2 separate regions of the Neogale vison genome follow, and region 2 is linked to region 1. Evidence: chromatin contacts called from public Hi-C data. All regions are on one chromosome and are shown on one strand. The core of a region is the stretch at or near the end of the contact, and the rest is flanking DNA. Distances in the headings are between cores, read along the strand shown.

Region 1 (4,776 bases), core at 1,500-3,999:
TCTATATTGACAACTTCAGAGGGTTCACTATGGTTATTTCTTTTATAGCAAAATCCTACTTTATGTTGAAAAATCCAGGAAAAAAGTTCAGGAGAAAGGCAATTATTAAATTTCAGTCCAAATTACTTGCAGTCTGGGAATTAGCATTCACTGTAAAACAATGTCCCAAACTATGTGGGGGAAAGAATCTACTTTGTGGGACTAAAGGGGAATAGAGCATTCAAAATTATGACCATGAACCCTCCCCTGGATTCTCTGGGTGATGTATCCACAAATAGGAACAAATGTGTATGACAGCATCTGTCACATTGCCATTCATCTGTTGTAAATGACAAAACTGTTACTGTATAGTATAGTACAAATACTGTGTAAAAAACATCTTTCTTTTGAGAAGTTCAAAGTATATTTAAAAATCAATTACATAAGGGGAGAGGATGCTTTGTTTAGAGCAAATAATTTAAACATACTGCGTTGTCTCTCATGTTGGAAATTACAACAGTTTTTCAGAATCCACAACACACACAGTCATTATGTGTTATCCTATAGTTCTTTTCTCAACTTCAAATGAATACAAGAAATGTGTCACTGGCAAAATTAGTTCACAAAGGGGATGGATGGGAAAGGACAATTGTCTAGGCAAGATAAAAATTAAGAACAACAAAACAAATGACAATCCACAATGAATTAAGAGTATTTGTTAAAGGGCAAACTGCAATTGTGAATTTCCTTCTGAAATACCACATTAAACATTCAAGTATTTATTTAGATGTTTTTTAATTAAACAGATTCTGGAAAGGAAAACCAAGAGCTAAGGAATATTTGCTTCCATTTCATCATTATATATTTTTAAATATATTTTTATTTATAAATGTATCTATATAAATATATTTATATACATCATTATATTTTTAAAATACATATTGTTTTTTAAATGGTCTCCATATCTAGTGCAGAGCCCCAAAGAGGGGGGCTTGAATGCACTACCCTGGGATCAAGACCTGAGATGAGATCAAGAGTGGGTCCCTTAGACTGAGCCACCAGGGCACTCCCATAATATTTTTTTAAGTACCAACTAGATGCACTGGGCTTACATTACTGAATAAAACAGACACGGGTTATGCTTCCCAATTTATAATCCTCGGTAAGACCCTTTTGTCTTGAATTTCAGTGACCCTAAACACACTTGCCTATGTATTCACAGGCAACTGGGGCTCATCTGAGCATCAACATTGCTAATGTGTAATATCAAGGCCGCGAGATTCCGTTTAAACAAAAGCATAAGAAGATATGCTTCCATCCCACCCCCCACACCCCCATTCCTCCTCTTCCCCTGATCAGGTCTGTTTTCAAAGCAAAGGTCAGTCAGTAGGGATGTATCACTTTCATCTGCGGCTTGTTTCAAAGCTCCATCCCACTGCCCAACCACAAGGGTTTCCCGTGCTGTTTCGCGGACTCAAATCCTTTAAAAGGTTCGCCAAGTCCGCTATCACCCACATTTGTCACCATGGGGGACCCCACTCCCTGGCACCTGGGCTCCATTTGACTTCTTCCAATTCTCAGATAAGGCTCGCTGCAGCCACAGGACCATGGCACCTGCTGTTTCGCTTCCTGCGAGTACTTCACCGTGCTGACTCCTTTAGTTCCCCCAGCTAACACTGATCCTTCGGGTTGTGTAGCTCATTGATCACTTCTTTAATGATCTCTCACGTACTTCCCTTCCCAAGCCCTCGCCAAGGTTTATCTAACGGGTTATGAGTTCACGTACAACGTGTGGGAATCCTTTAATCAACAGCTGTTTCCCTCCACTAAACTGTAGGCTCCATGAAGGCAGGCACCGGGGAGAGTCTGGCTCTTCCTTACCCCAGTGTTTCCAGCGTCTGCGCAGCGCCCGGCACACGACCCAGCGAGCCACAGAGGGGGAAAGGAAAGGAGAGAAGATCCCGCCTTGAATTTTCCCACTACTTAACTCTTCTGATCCACATTTACAGAATCGTTGGTTCATTCAACAAACACTTCGCAAACCCCTCCTCTGGGTAAAGCTCGCGGACAGAAGCTAGGAAAACATTTCAAAGGGCCCGGATCCTGGCCCCAGGTTGCTTACAACCGAAGCCGGCGAGCGCAGGATGAAGTGTACCACAAGCTGATTTTGGCAAGGTCCCTTAAGCTTCAAGCGCTGAGGGGACGGGGCGGTGGAGGAGGGGCGGAAAACTGAAGCGACAGGAAAATGATTTCCCATTAAGGAAACAGGCTCTGAGTAGGGACGCGTCTAAAGGACAACACCCTGCGGCCCCGAGGACCAAGTCACCTCTCAGAAGGACACCCCGTCCGACAGCCGACACCAGGTCGTCTGAGGTCGGGTCCGCGTTAACTCTGCCGCAGGAGCGACAGGGGCCACGAGCCAAGTCGCGCGAACTCCTGCACGCGACGCCTCCCTGCGAAGCGCCTCCGCACGCTCCGCGCACTGCCTATGTGGACCGTGGCCGCAGCTGTTTATTGTGACGCGTTGCCTCGGGCACGGGAGAACTCGTTTCTAAGTACGCTACGGAAGGATACGTGGAGAGTGCGAAACATGCGTAAAGACTTTAGAGTACGGGTAGAATAAGAAAGAATCAACCAATAGAATTTAGGGGGAAAGCCTTCTCCTCCTCCGCCCCAATATCCATCCGCGAGAAGCCGTGGTAAGATCCGCCCCGTGACGTTGCTGCGGGGCATGTTGGGAGTTGTAGTTAGTCTTCCCAGGCTCGCCCCTGGAAACGCCACTTCCGGGCTAGCGTGCTGAGCCCTAGCGCGGACGTCAGCGCCCCTGTCAGAGCCACGTAGCAGACATGGTGAGTACATGCATTAGACCCCTGCGTTTCCCTTCAGACTTTCGTAGTCTCCGTGAGTCCAAGCCCTTGAAAGGAGCTGCCCTGGCAGGACCCACGGTAGCAGCTGCGAGCTCGGTGCGCTGGGTCTCCTTTCTCTCGGTCTGTCCCTGCGAGAGCCGGAAGGAGACTGTCCCGCACAGCCTAGACTATCCCAAGCTCTGCCACTGTAGGACCTTCGCTCCCCGCGCCTCCTCCTTGTGGAATCATGTTGAGAACGAGGGATTATTGGGCGTCTTGAAGGTTTGAAGAGGTATCGGACCTGGGAAAGATAGGAGTCACTTTCTTCAGATACTCTACTCCCTGAGCTCCGGTGGTGTCCCACTTCCCCCGTTTCCCCCCCAGCCGTTCGGCCAGGTCTTCCAAGCCTTTCCTGGATGTGGTGGTCTTCAAGGATCCTTTACATCCTGCGTTTCCTCCCAAGTTATACATCCAGTTTTTAGAAATGTATTCCGAGCTCTAGATCTTTATCTACTAATTGTACCTTCGCCTGGATAACTCCTATGTATTTCACACTCAGCAAGTTCAAAACTATTTCCACCTCCGCTCGTCCCACACCCGCTCTTCCAGATATCCGCGGATCAGGAAATCCACCGTGTTGGGCCTGCCAGAAACCTGGAAATCATCCTTGTTGTCTTCCCCTTCTCAACCCCCGAACATCTGATCAATAATCAGATCCTCTGCATGCTATTTCTGCATGCCTGTCACTTGTCCTTCACGCCACTCCTACCATCCCTGTCCTTGCCCTCGTCAGATCTCAACTGATCCGTGGTAGGCTTTTAAGTGTTCTTCCAAGTGGGTCTTCACCAGCCTGTGCCCCTGCTTGCAGTGGGTTCTCCTACCTCCACCCCCAACTTTCCTTTCTAGTTGTTAATACTCGTACCTACTTGCCCTTCTCATCTCAGCCTTAAATGTTATTTCTTCAGAGAGGATCTCAATTCGGAAGCCTAGGGAGGTTGTGGTCCTTTCACTTGAGATCTCTTGTGGAATCATCGCAACAACCCTATGAAATAACGGATTTTTCCTATTTTACAGAAGAGTACAGAAGTCCTGAGTGATTAGTTACATTGTGCAGAATCATGCAGCGTTAAATACGCTCTTGCCTTTTTCACTTTTGCCTTCTGTATTTTTCATTGTCATTAAATATTTTTTGTTCAAATGGCAACTGTAGAACACTTCATAGAGCAGTTCCTCAAATGGTTGCCTAATATTTATATGGTAGTATTGTTCTTTATTTAACTGACTTCTTACTGGTTTAGAAGATTTCCTTTTCTTTTTTTTTTTTTTTTGCTATGATGAAAACAGTGGGAAGTGTACAACATTGAAGTTAAATTTTTGCTGAACTTCGATTATTTCCTTAAGACAAATTTCCAGAAGTAGAATTGACTCTCATTTGTATGAAGATGAATTTGTTTTGTTTTACAACGGAATTTTGGTTCTGTTTGTCTCAGGTGATTTCAGAGACTATGGATATACTCTTCAGAATAAGAGGAGGCCTTGATCTAGCTTTTCAGCTAGCTACTGCTAATGGTAAGTCTGACCAAAAAAACTTCTTTTTTATTATAAATTGATGATGAAATATACTGGGATCCCCTTCATTTTGCAAATGAAACTGAGTGAGAGAGAGGATAAACTCAAATCGGGTGGTTAGTGAGTTCTATAAATTGGATTTAAACTTGGGCACTATGTTCCAGCACCACTGTTTGCCTGTGAGGCTTCTCTGTGCAAATTAGAAAAAAAGGTCCCCTTTCTTAAAAAAAGAAACTTCACTGTCCACTGGCAGACAGTTGTCACAATAAATATAAATATCCACAATGAGCACAGTGTAAACAAGACATGCAGATTTGAACATTGCAGACTTGCACCTATACATAACCTGAGTCTCCAGAGCCTACACTCTTGAAAGTTATGT
Region 2 (4,782 bases), core at 633-3,132, 190 kb after region 1:
ACTTGTTCCTGCTGACGTCAGGCAACTCTTGGTCAGCAGGGTGTTAAACCAGGCGGCAGTCTCAGGAGGGAAAGGGACATCTGTTTCTGCCTTGGTGAGTCTATTTCTCACAGGCAGTGGTGCAAGCTGTGTAACTGTCCCTAAAGTACTAACCTTCAGAGCAGCTCACCTTGCCTCCCAACACCAATACCACTGTCCACTAGCTCTGTGTCCCAGCAGCTAATGCCCAGCTTTTTGTTGAAAGCACTGATTCTACCAAGAACCAATTCTGAAGGAATGAATGAATCTGGACTTTATTTCTCTATCCCCTAGAACAATAGTGTATTCATCCACCACTGGTTTGTGGAGTATGTTAGCTCTTCACTTCCTTGTTTAGAGCCATTATCCTGTATCCTATTGGCTTATGAAATTTAAGTTATAATTCTCTTAGTAAACCCATGTTAAATAAATTACTGGCAGAAACAAATCTCAGACTCGGCATAATGTGCCCCAAACACACAAGCTAACAAGCTACATCAGAATCAAGTTTCACTTAGATAAGGTTATCAGAGGAAGCTGGGACGTTGATCGAGCAATGCTTTGGCACCAAAGAAGGGAAGAGCTCATTCCTGTCTTCCCTAATCACCGCCCTGCTGTCCCCAACCCACTGGGAATACGGTTCCTTTTGTTGCAAACTGAAATTATATCTGACATCCCTTTTCTCGAAATCACAGAAACTAGCTGGGACTGCGCCACTGATCTACACAGTGCACCAGATTTGGGATGAGAGGTCCTGGCAGGATGAGAATTAAGCCAAGTCAGCCTCTCTGAACAAGTTTCCCCATCGGTGAAAGGTCATAAAGTTACCTCCCCCAGAGAACGGTTAGAAAGACAATGACCGATATAGGGCGCAGCGCGTGCGTACAGTGAGTGCCCCCGTCGCCAACTGCACAGCAGCACCCAAGATTCTGAGTGATTATTCAGCTACCGAGGTTGTGCCTGGGGGTGGCTGTGGAGCAACTACACAGCCTAACAACGTGCATCTCGGCGAGCATCTCGCCAGCCGGGAGGAGCCGGAGCCCGCTCGCAGCTACCCGCGGGGCCAACCCACCCCAGCCCGGTTCCTCTCCGGCAGCCGGGGCGGAGAGGACAAACCACGTCGCCGCCGCTGCCGCCACCCGGGGCTCTGAGAGCGCGGCGGGCACCGGAAGCGCGGAGGGCCGGGCAGAGGCCCCGGCGCGCGAGGCAGTGGGGAGACCGGTACTTACCCCCGGCCCGCGGCGGGCGGTCGCGGCCAGCCGTCTCCAGGCGGCGACGAAGTCGGGCGGAGGGGCTCGCCGGCTCCGGCAGACGAGGGAGAACAGGGTCCCCAGGAGGAAGGCGGCCGCGGCGCAGCCCAGGTACAGGCAGAGCCTGAGCAGGACGGTGCACGGCCCCGCGCCTCCGGCCGCCTGCCAGCAACCGGGCCCCAGCCAGGAGAGGCACACGGCGGCGAGTGCGGCCACGGCCACTGGCACTCGCCAGCTCCCGCCGCCAGGAGCCCCCGGCGCCGCCGCGTCTTCCCGGGGGTCCGGCCGGCGCTCGCCCGGGGCGCCGGAGTCTGGGCGGCCGCCGGCGGCTGCGGCCGGCGCGAGGTTGAGGCCGGCGCCGCTGCTGTCGGTGGCATCGGGGTGCATGCTGCCTCCTGAGCCGCTAAGGACAGGCACATTTCCTGCCCTGCTGTCCCCCGGCGCTGCCCTGGACGGTGGCCTCTCCGCGGCGCCTCCTCCCCTCGCCGCTCCCGCCGCCGCCGCTCCTGAGGCACAGGCAGTCGGCGCTCATGCCCTCGTCGGCGGCCCACCGAGGGAACGGCTCCAACAGACGCCGCGGAGCTCCTCTCGGCGAGCCCTCAGCGCCGCCACCCGGCGTCCGCCCCGCAGCGGTCCGGCCGGGCGCGCCCAGGTAGCCGGACCTTGTTGTGACTTAAGCTGGCGAAGCCTGAGGCGGAGCGGGGGCGGGGGCGGCCCCGAGGTGCCTGTCAGGCGGGGGGCGGGGGGCGGAGAGCGACCGCGGCCCGCTGAGTGACAGGTGGGAGGTGCCCGGCCGCGCCCGGCCCCCACCGCCCACCCGCGGCGCGGGGGCGGGGTCGGACCGCCGCTGCCTCTCAGGGTAGGGGGCGCGACCAATCGCCAGGGTAACTGCTCGGGCCCGCGCTCCTGCTCCCCTCCCCGCAGGGTACCGTCCGCGATGGAAAATTTTGCGGCAGGTGTCAGAGCATTTGTAATTCTCCGGCTCAGGTGATCCCTTAATCCTCGCTCTCCGTTCTTCACTGCCAAGTAATCTCCCAAGCTTAGGGTTCCCCAAATTTCTGCTTTGTTTTCACCTGCTATTTAGATAAAATCGGCAAGCATTCCTGATCCTCACTTTTAATGCAGTTTCCCCCAACAACCTTCCTTATTTTTCCCTTCAGGGAAAGAATCCGACGAACGTGGAAGAGTAATGAAGCCTGCAATTGCTAGTTATGGAAAGGCCCCCAAAGTCGGCCTGGTGCCAGAGGGTGTACACAGCTGCCATAAGCACTTTGGCTCCAAGTCCCTATGTTTTTGTTACAAAGAGTCAATAGAAGTGTTATTACCTACACGAGCGAAAGAGGTCCAAATAATTTCTAGAGTACGTTATTTTCCTATTCTCCTATCATGATCCCATGCTTAATATACAGATGTTTACTGAAAAGATGCTAATATGTTAAATACTAGTAATTACTACTAAGAGCAGTAAAGCAGCAGCCATATCTTTGATAGATGAAAGAATTGTAAAGGAAATGATGGAACTCTGAAGAGATTAATGATTTGAAAGGACGGGTGATAGGGCCAATCGGGAATAGAAGAAGGGGAAGAAGTAAATAGATGAGAAAAGCAGGGAGAAATAAAGGATAGGGGGAAACAAAAGCGAAGTGTCCGAACTCTCTTCTCATAGCAATCCTGAAGAATTTCAACAGTTCAACTGCGCTATTGTTGTCCAATAAAATGCGTTATATCCTGCTTCCCAGGGAGCATAGTGAAGAAAAGTAAGCATTAAAATGTATTCGCAAATTACTGTGACTATACTGTTTTTCTTTTTTTTTTTTAAAGATTTTATTTATTTATTTGACAGAGAGAAATCCCAAGCAGACGCAGAGGCAGACAGAGAGAGAGAGAGAGAGAGAGAGGGAAGCAGGCTCCCTGCCGAGCAGAGAGCCCGGCGCGGGACTCGATCCCAGGACCCTGAGATCAGGACCCGAGCCGAAGGCAGCGGCCCAATCCACTGAGCCACCCAGGCGCCCCTATACTGTTTTTCTATAAGGAATCGTCTGTGTCAGTATTTCAACAAAGGAAAAAGACATTTACAGGAAGTAAGATAGTTGATGGATTTTTTTTATTTTTAATTTTTTTAATTGTTTTATGAAGAATAATTTACATACAATGAGCCGTGCAATTTGATTTTTACCTGCCAAATACTTTTGTTTCAAGTTTTTATTTAAATTCCAGTTATTTATTCTTTTGAAACAAAGTATTATCCAAGAGGTTATTATCCAAAAGAAGACATACTGGAAATATGGTGTGCCACAGTTATCTATTGTTACATAACAAACTACCACCAAATAACAACCATTTCATTTGCTTATGATTTTGTGGGTCAGCAATTTGGACTGGGGTCAGTTGGGCAATTCAGCTCTTCTTGCCTGGGGTCACTAATGAAACTATGGCCTCCTGGATGCATAGGCTGGGACTGTGTGATCTATGGACTCTCTGTTGAGATGGCTTGTCTCTGCTCCCCGTGCACTTACCCTCCAAAAGGTCAGCTTGGCCTTTTTCTCATGACAGTCTCAGGAATGCCACGTTTTTTTAAGCTTTTGCTTAGGTTATATTTGCTAATGCTTAGCTTTGCTTTTGCTTAGGTTATATTTGCTCATGTCCCATTGGCCAAAGCAAATCATATGGCCCAACCAGTAATTAAGTGGGGAGGGGCCTACACATGGGCTTAAATAGGGGGAGTATAATTCATTGGTTGCATTAGTTTAACAACTTACTACCATTTGCTTTGAGGGAACACACTAATCAGTTTCTTGTGGATCATCTGGCTGGTCACCAAAATCAGTAGTATCCTGTGACCTAGCACTGTAAATATGTTAAAGTTCACATTTCTTGTTCTTGGAATTGATAGTTCCTCATAATCTAATCCCATTTACTTATAAAATGAACAAATGAACCTAGGGAAGATAGGGGGAAGGGAGACAGTATACAACTATGTTTCTCAGTAAAGAGTTTGGTGATTATAGATGTATCATTTAGCTTTATTTTATTCTAATATTTTCAAGTTATGAAAAAAAATGAAAAAAATTCTACAGTCACTTAAAATTTAATACCCAGTATTATTGGACAGCAGATTATTAAAAAAGAATATAAATTGTGTTTAGTTATTAACTAATTTCTCCAAAATGCATGTGGGCAAAAAAATTTTCGAACTGATCTTGATACTTTTTCATGATATGTATTATGAACAGAATAAAATATAAAGTAGGCAGGACACAATATTGATTAAATATACTTACATAAATTAGGAAAAGATTTTTAATATTTTCAGATTAACACTATGTATTTAATATTATATAAAGCTTTTATATACTACCAAAAAGAAGCCAGTGTCTCTCATTTGTCATTTATTTGCTCTAGGAAAGAGAACATACCTATAGACAATAAAAATTAGTATTAGAGTATTAATTAGAGTATGAATAGGGGTTGCACAGAGTAGGCCGTTAATAAATATTTTTGAATGAACAAATGA

What was found. A called contact is a pair of places that touch in the nucleus more often than the background predicts.
Region 2: a Hi-C map of muscle shows a contact between it and region 1, with 6 times the contacts expected there. The contact joins the promoter of SNX25 here to the promoter of UFSP2 in region 1. A contact is called at or near these places in 2 of 3 Hi-C or Micro-C datasets (fibroblasts and muscle).

The regions. Positions count from the first base shown.
Region 1 is chr11:196,648,653-196,653,428 of ASM_NN_V1, forward strand. It overlaps UFSP2 (ufm1-specific protease 2), which reads left to right and starts at 2,750. Exons shown (of 12, transcript XM_044225603.1): 1 at 2,750-2,828; 2 at 4,316-4,394. The coding sequence starts at 2,826. It overlaps C11H4orf47 (UPF0602 protein C4orf47 homolog), which reads right to left and starts at 2,525. Exons shown (of 8, transcript XM_044225602.1): 1 at 2,306-2,525; 2 at 1-13.
Region 2 is chr11:196,840,055-196,844,836 of ASM_NN_V1, forward strand. It overlaps SNX25 (sorting nexin-25), which reads right to left and starts at 1,883. Exons shown (of 19, transcript XM_044225609.1): 1 at 1,248-1,883. The coding sequence starts at 1,655.